Linked DNA regions of Mus musculus: region 1 is linked to region 2. The links are chromatin contacts, called in public promoter capture Hi-C maps. All regions are on one chromosome and are shown on one strand. Each heading gives the region's core, a stretch centred on a gene start, on an enhancer-like site or on the middle of the called end of the contact. The rest is flanking DNA. Distances are from core to core; before and after follow the strand shown. Region 1 holds the start of AY512931 (cDNA sequence AY512931). Region 2 has its middle 24 kb from the start of Zfp42.

Region 1 (3,924 bases), core at 468-2,967, 1.7 Mb after region 2:
AGAATGCAGGAGGCTGGGCGGGGCGGCACATGCTTGCAATCCTAACCCTCAGGGAGCAGAAGCAGGAAGGTCAGAAGTTCAAAGTGACCCTTGGCTAGGGCCTTTGAGGTCAGAGTTGCGTGAGATCCCATCTTACAACAAAACACCCCCCCCCCCCCCACACACACACACACACAAAACAAAGAGCAAAATTATTATATTATGGGCTTGGTTTTTTGTTTGTTTGTTTGTTTGTTTTGCTTTGTTCTGGTTTTGTCTCTCGGTGAGAGTAGATCATAAAGAGCCTTTCTGCTCACTTTGTAAATCTTTTCAAAACTAAAGCAGCTGGAGTGATGGCTCTGCGGTTAAGAGCACTGACTGCTCTTTCAGGGATCCTGAGTTCAAATCCCAGCAACCACACAGTGGCTCACAACCATCTGTAATGGGATCTGATGCCCTCTTCTTGTCTGAAGACAGCTACAGTGTACTAATACATAAAATAAAAATAAATCTGTAAAAACAAACCTAAAGCAGCTGGGGGGGGGGCGGGGGCGGGCGGGACATCTCTGAGTGAATTTCCAGCTCAGAACACAAGAACAATACCCTCATGGACCACTGACCACTTCATGCTTCGCTGAGAGAAAAGGACATAGAATGACGCCCTCCTGTCCTTGCTGGCAAGAACAATGGAGGTGAGGCTCTTGGGCCCCTAGTTCAGAAAGTACCATCCCCCCTCACTGTTAGCATTTCTTCTAGGCTCCGCCCCACAGTTACCTGGCAACAGCCAGGAGTGCCTGACTCACTATAAAAGGGACTGTTTTCTCCTCTCTCTCTCTCTCTCTCTCTCTCTCTCTCTCTCTCTCACACACACACACACACACACACACACACACACACACACACACCCCTTCTCTGTCCCTTCTCTCCCCATTCCCCTCCCCCACTCTCTCTCCACGTGTTCATGGTCTCCTCTGTCTCTTTCCCTCTCCCTTCCCCTCCCCCCCCCCTCCCTCTCCCTTTCTCTGTCTCTACCACCCCCTCAACTCCCCTCCTCATGACCTGAATAAACTCTATTCCATACTATATCTGACACTTGGCTGGTCCCTCAGCAGGAAGGAATGCCTCAGCAAGGGCCTGCGCCTCACCATACCAAAAATATCCCTGGCCTTTCTGTCTTTCTGGGTAGTGGTCGGGGTGGAAAGGGAACCGGTTCACTGGGGGTGCTCCACCAGTATTATCACTCACTTGTCTGAAATCTTTTACCTATGGTCAGCTCCATTATTGTGTCTCCTCCAGCACGACCACACACAGAGGCCCCTCTCTGGCTCTCCTGGAAAAAAAAAAAACAAAAACAAAAACAAAAAAACTTATTTTTCACAGTCATGGTTCCTGGGTTCCAAATGTTTTGACTTACTGAAGTTTCCCAGGCGTGCTCAGGAGACACTTGGAACGAAATTGCTCATGACATTCAGGTCCCGGTTCTAATTCAAGCTTTATGGCGGGCCCCTCTAGAAAAAATAGAACCTCTCCTAAGATCAAAGGGATTGGAGTTCCCCACACCCTCGGGGTTTAAGATGAGGTCTCAGCCCTGCTATAGATGGGCTAACTCATGGCTGAAATCTAATGTTTTCTTGAGGCAGAACTAAGTTTATCAAATCTGGACAAGTCTCTGTTGCTTTAGAGGTAGGCGAATTTCTATACATGTGGCACCAGGTGTGCTCTCTCCCTCTCCCTCTTTCTCTCCCTCTTTCTCTCCCTCTCCCCCTCCTCCCTCTCCCTCCCCCTCTCCTCCTCTCCCTCTCCCCCTCTCTCTCCCCCTCTCCCCTTCTTCCCCTCCCCCTCCCCCCTCTCTCCCCCTCTCCCTCTCCCCCTCCCCTCCCCTTCCCTCTCCCCCTCCTCCCTCTCCTCCCTCTCCTCCCTCCCTCTCCCTCCCCCCCCCCTGTGTGGTGTGTTCACACAGTGTGATGGTTTGTATATCCTTGGACCAGGGAGTGGCACCATCTGAAGGCGTGGCCTTGTTGGAATAGGTGTGAACTGGTTGGAATGGGTGTGTCACTGTGGGTGTGGGCTTAAGATCCTCACCCTAGTTGCCTGGAAGTCAGTCTTCCACTAGCAGCCTTTGGATGAAGACATAGAACTCTCAGCTCCTCCTGCGCCATGCTTGCCTGGATACTGCCAGGCTCCCACCTTGATGATAATGGACTGAACCTCTGAACCTGTAAGCCAGCCCCAATTAAATGTTGTTTTTTATAGACTTGTCTTGGTCATGGTGTCTGTTCACAGCAGTAAAACCCTAACTAAGACACACAGCAATATCCTTTATTTGAGCCCAGCAGGCAGTGTTCAGGTGTATAATGTATGATCATACATCTTCTCTTTCAGTGGTAGAAAAAAAAATCCCACAGAGGCTTTTAATGTATTCAGGACTTGTGTTCAGCAAGGTTTTGAGCAGCAGAGAACCCATTTATAGGGAAATTAATGATTCAGTTTCTCACCTGTAGTTGGAAGGAAAAAAAGAATGTATCTTTCTCTGTTAGCTACTGTGATAGACAAATGCTCTTGTCCTACCAGGAGACCTCATTCCTTTCCCAGCATGCCACTGGAGATCCAGCCCTCCTCTGAGATAAAGCACTTCTGGGTCTGCTTTGAGCTCAGGCATTCTTTCCAGGTCAGTCTCAGGAGTTGCATGGAGAGTGCAGGAGCTATGTCTTGTAGCAGTTCCCACAAAGATCACAAGTCCATCTTTAAGCTGTTCTTGTCCACTGCAGCTCTTACTGTAAACCATAACTGAAAAATCAGCTCTCTTGTGGGCCCCACTTTTCAGGCTTACTAGGTGTGTGTGTATGTGTGTGTGTGTGTGTGTGTGTGTGAGAGAGAGAGAGAGAGAGAGAGACAGAGAGACAGAGAGACAGAGAGACAGAGAGAGAGACAGCCAAGGCACATGTGTCAGAGAACAACCTTGGGCCTTGGGTGTGAGTCCTTGCCTTCTGCCTTGTTTGAGGCAGTCTTTATTGGTCCGTGTTGGAAACACCGGGCTTTGGACTTATAACTGTTCCTCTCTGCTCCCCATCGGGACACAGAGGCATGTCTGTGTGGGATCTGGAGATAAGAACTCAGGACTTTCAAAAAGGGGCTGGGATGGGAGGAACTGGGACAAGTAAAGGGAACAAAAACCATAATCAGGATGTATTAGATGAGAAAAAAAATTGATTTTTAATGAAATGTGGGAAAGGAACTTAGGTCTCAAACTTAGCAAGTTGAGCCATTGGGCCGTCTTGTTAGCCCAGTTTTGGTTTTTTTAAAAATATACAATTTACAAGGACTTCAGAGAGAAAATGGAGGAAAAAGCTTTGTGTATTTACCCCCAAATTGAGCCTTTTTGATTTTGAGTAGTGGTACCAGGAACTAAACCCAGGGCTTTAGGTATGCTAAACATATACTATACACCAGTGACACCCTCTAATTCTCAATTTCCAGTTTTAATTATTTCTAATTATGAGCCCTAGTCATCTTGCCATTATTTTTACCCACACTCACTCAAAAATGTTACACTCGTTACATTGCATTACAATGCTTCATTGTTACATCATATATTCACATACATATATCATGTCATATATCAACAATATACATCATGTCATATATCATATATATCATATCATATATTGTATTGCTATACCATATATCATCTCCTGTTTTATATAGTTTATGTTATGTTTTTCTTATTATAGGTGTCAAACATTTCTGTGGCCAATACCGGTCTATTGAGAAACACAGTCACTTAGAAATGAGGTTTGGAGCTGTGGACTCAGGGGGACTCAAGTTCAAAACCTGTTTTCACTCATGACTGATTGCATACCTCTGCACGTTACTTCACTGGCCAGTGTTGCAGGGTTTCAGCCAACATATGGCCCTCACAGTGTCAAACCCTGTCAGATTAACATC
Region 2 (4,221 bases), core at 1,355-3,854:
CCTCAAACTCAGAGATGCACCTTCAGAGTGCTGGGGCTAAAGGCCCGTGCCACCGTGCCCTGGCCTTAACACCTTCTTAATCCTATCAACTAAGTGTCATATTATAAGGAGAAATAAAACCAGTCAGAAAGAAACCTTCAGGTCCTTTACTGCCCAGCATGTCTACACCTGCGCCTATGCACTTCGCTCTCCCTCTTGGTACTGTGGGCCTCGGGCTGTGCTCACCTCAACAGCTTCATCTCTTGTAGTCTTCAGTGTTGAGTCACCTTGTTTAATTGAAAACTTTGTTCAACGAATATCCACTCCTCAAAGAGAAACAAAGGAAACGGAAGTGAAAGAAAATGAGTTATTCTTAAGTTCCCGGTAAGTTCCCGGTTTCGTGTTCTCGGGATCAGATCTTGGACCTTGCCCAGCTGGAAGAAAATCCATGTATGAGCTATATCCCCACCCTCCATTTTCGTTCCCCCCTCTCAACCTCACTGTTCCCTTCAGTATACAGATACCCATGCTGTGACCATGAACTATTGGAGGCAATTCCCTTCCCCCCACAGCCTGCCCTACTCAGTTTTCTCATGGCCCTTACTACCATTCACTTATTACAAGATTTATTTTTAATTTTTAACTATGTGTATGAGTATGCATGTGAGCGCAGCTGTCTGCAGAGGCCAGAAATGTTGGAATTCTTGGTGGTTGGGAGCCTCCTGATGTGGGTGCTAGGAACCAAATTCAAGCCAAGAGCAAAAAGCACTCTTGTTCATTTTGTTTTGTCTTGTTTTGTTTTGTTTTGGACAGGGTTTCACCGTGTAGCCCTGGCTGCCTTGGAACACACTCTGTAGACCAGGCTGTCCTGGAACTCCCTCCGACTGCTGGCATTAAAGGCATGCACCACCATACCAAGCTTGAAGCAAGCATCACGGCTGGGCTGAGCCATCTCTTGGACGCCCTGCACCGTTCCTTCTTACAGATAAGACTATCAGCTTCTACTAAAATGAGAACCCACCGGCACCGTGGCATCACTCGATAGAGTAACATCTCTCGGTTCCGACCAAGCACCCGCTGAATCAGGAACTGCCCTTTAGCAGGGTCTCGAAGATCACAGTGACATTAAACCTCCAGAAGTCCTAATTTGTCACGTCGACTTTCTGTTCTCGAGGTTTTCTTTAATACACTTCACTAAATCTGTCCCCTCTGTTTTCCCACGAAGCAGTTCTTTTAAACCTTACCAGTTCCCCGCATGAGGTTAAACCCAAAGGCCACTTTCCCTTTTCCGGTTCCCTTTTTGCTGGCTCTTCCACAACTTGAGATAGCTGCCGCTCCCATTCCATCAAACTCCCTCAGCAACACTGCTGCCAGGGCTCAATCTTTGGGTGTCTCTCCTTCGCCCCACTTACACTCTTACTAGTATCCTCTGGTTTAAGGCCATTCATAGTATCTGTGGGAGTGACATCTCATGGTTTATAGTTCAAGGCTTAGGGCAAGATGCGAAACATGGAACATCTCCAGAGTCTCCAGAGAGAAGATAATTAAATAATTACCTTTTTGTTTGTTTGTTTATTTTGGTTTTGGTTTTTCGAGACAGGGTTTCTCTGTGTAGCCCTGGCTGTCCTGGAACTCACTTTGTGGACCAGTCTGACTTCGAACTCAGAAATCCGCTTGCCTCTGCCTCCCAAGTGCTGGGATTAAAGGCATGTGCCACCACGCCCAGCTTTTTTTTTTCTTTTTTCTTTTTTAGATTTCTTTTTAAATGTTTATTTTATGTATGTGAGTACACTATTGCTGTTGCTGTCTTCAGACACATCAGATCTGGGGGTATCAGATTCCTTCTTTTTTCAGATGGTTATGAGCCACCGTGCGGTTGCTGGGAATTGAACTTAGGACCTCTGCAAGAGCCAGTGCTCTTAACCACTGAGCCATCTCGCCAGCCCTTAATTACTCTTTCTTAATAGTGGATATTCCCACACTTCCGAACCTTTAGCTTCTCACTTTTTCTGATTTAACTTATGCCTCCGTTTAAGCTCCTTGAGGACAAAATCCATACCTCATTTACCTCTGTATCCCTTAGTCACAAGACAGTTCCTCATCGGTAAAGATTCAGTAAGTGCTTATCAAGGAGAATTTTCTTACATACACAAGGGCCTTGGATATTTCTTTCCAATTTTATTTATTTATTTATTTATTTATTTATTTATTTATTTATTTATTTATTTAGACAGGGTCTTTCTTTCCAATTTTATTTATTTATTCATTCATTCATTCATTCATTCATTCATTCATTTATTTATTTATTTATTTATTTATTTATTTATTTATTTAGACAGGGTCTTACTACATGGCCCTGGGTGAGCGGAAACTGTCTATGTAGCAGAAGCTAGTCATGAACTAAAAAAAAAAAAAAAAATGTATGTTTGCCTGCCTCGAACTTCCAACTGCAAAAGCTGCCACTCGGGGTAACAGGCTGTTTCTTGGGTGCTAGAAACCAGTCTCCAGCAAAGTGACCACATAGCCAACCTCCTTGATGCTGTTGTGCGAAGAGTTTAAGGTGTGCATGAGACAAGAGGTGGTTTGGATACCCCACTGGGTTTGCAAATGTTACCCAGTGAAAGCCACAGAACACACAGCACACAGAACACACCTTGAAGAGCTCAGTATAGAGAGGATGATGAAAGGCTGAGTCATCGTGCTTTCATTCCAGCCAGGGTGACTTTCTCTCTTCTCTTGCATCTCGGCTCCAATGGGGTCATCACGCAGAGGTTCTCCGTGGTCATCCCTTTAGAAGCTTATTTTCTTGGCGTATCTATGCAATCCATTCATGCTGCTTTGTTTCCATCATTTTAAATTTCCCTTACAGTAGCCTGAAATGATTTGCTCCAGGTTTTCTGCTGTACATGTCTCACCCCATGCTCAGAAAAGTGCCTGGCACACACTTCATGCTCGGTACATAATTTGTTACATGAACAAATGAATGAGTAGAGACAGCCTGAGAACACGAGGGACTCTTTGATCTAGAACATCTGTCGAGAGTTAAATTTAATATTTTATATTAACTGAGGTGGGAGTTGCCTCAGTGTCACTGAGCGGGATGACCTGAGCTCCGGCTCTGGAACCCACGCGGTGAAAGCAAAGGGCAGGGTCATCATCCTTGAACCTACACACATGCGCTAGCACACTCAGTGTCCCCTAGAGTAAATAAAGTAAAATAAGGAAGGAAGGGAGCAGGTAAGTAAGTAAATAAATACATAAATAAGTAAAATGAAGGTAATATGAGTTTTAAAAATATAAGATTTGTATTAAAACTTGGTGTTGGGCATGACGGTATGCACCTGCAATCCCAACACTTAGGAGAAAAAGAAGAGAACTGCAAGCTTGAGGCTAGCCTGGGCTACATAGTGAGTTGTAGCCCAGCAAAGGCTACATGCTGAAACTTCATATCAAAAACAAAACAAGCCACCTGGTGGTGCTGGTGGTGGTAGTGGTGCACTCCTTCTTTCAATGCCAGCACCCGGGAGGCAGAGGCAGGAGGGTCACTGAGTTCGAGGCCAGCCTGTTCTATATTTCAAGTTCTAGGACACTCAGGGCTATACAGAGAACCCCTGTTCAAAAACAATCAAACAAACAAAACAACAATAACAACAACAACAAAAAAAACCAAACAACAGCAACAAAAAACAAACAATCTTCCAAATCCAAACCCAACCCCAAACCCTAAACAAACTCCCAACTTGGTAATGAGGAACAATTGAGAAGGGTGCTGGTTACTTCACTGGGCTATCGCCAGCCAATGAAAATCTTGGGGGGAGGGGTCTTTCACATCTTGAAATGACAAATGTTTTAGACACTGCCTGTCAAGCTAAGATGAAAATATTTTACAGCGGGCTTTGCACCTTGTGTTCAACAGATCTCCACCAGTAGACTAATTTGACGGTTTATTTGGCATACGTGACATGTCAGTAACCAGTGTAATTTAGCTACCATTTATATGGAGCTTTGGAAGAGGACAAAGGACAATACACAGTATTTTTTAATTATTTATTTTTTCATATCGCATCTCAGCTACAGTTTTCCCTCCCTCCTTTCCTCCCAGGCCCTCTCCTCGAATCTCCATCTTCCCATAATTCATTCCATCTCTGTTTCCCTTCAGAAGAGGGCAGGCCTCCAGGGATATTAACCAAACATGGCATATCAGGCTGCAATAAGACTAAGCAACTCCCTTCATGTTAAGGC

What was found. Promoter capture Hi-C pulls out the DNA fragments that hold promoters and counts their contacts.
Region 1: a contact with region 2 is called in a promoter capture Hi-C map of embryonic stem cells, with 5 times the contacts expected there. The contact joins the promoter of AY512931 here to the enhancer-like site in region 2. A contact is called at or near these places in 6 of 39 promoter capture datasets (the 3T3-L1 cell line, 3T3-L1-derived adipocytes, embryonic stem cells and 2 more), 2 of 115 datasets of contacts at active chromatin or transcription factors (both in embryonic stem cells) and 1 of 9 other capture datasets (embryonic stem cells).

Annotation. Positions count from the first base shown.
Region 1 is chr8:45,063,701-45,067,624 of GRCm38.p6, forward strand. AY512931 (cDNA sequence AY512931) reads right to left here and starts at 1,718. Exons shown (of 5, transcript NR_033588.1): 1 at 1,394-1,718; 2 at 1,225-1,309.
Region 2 is chr8:43,329,222-43,333,442 of GRCm38.p6, forward strand. No RefSeq gene overlaps it. Among named protein-coding and RNA genes, the nearest start is that of Zfp42, 24 kb to the left of the region's middle. Within about 2 kb of position 2,605, at least 6 of the 459 cell types and tissues checked have an H3K27ac peak or open chromatin away from gene starts, as enhancers often do. A contact at or near this core is called in embryonic stem cells, where this site is marked.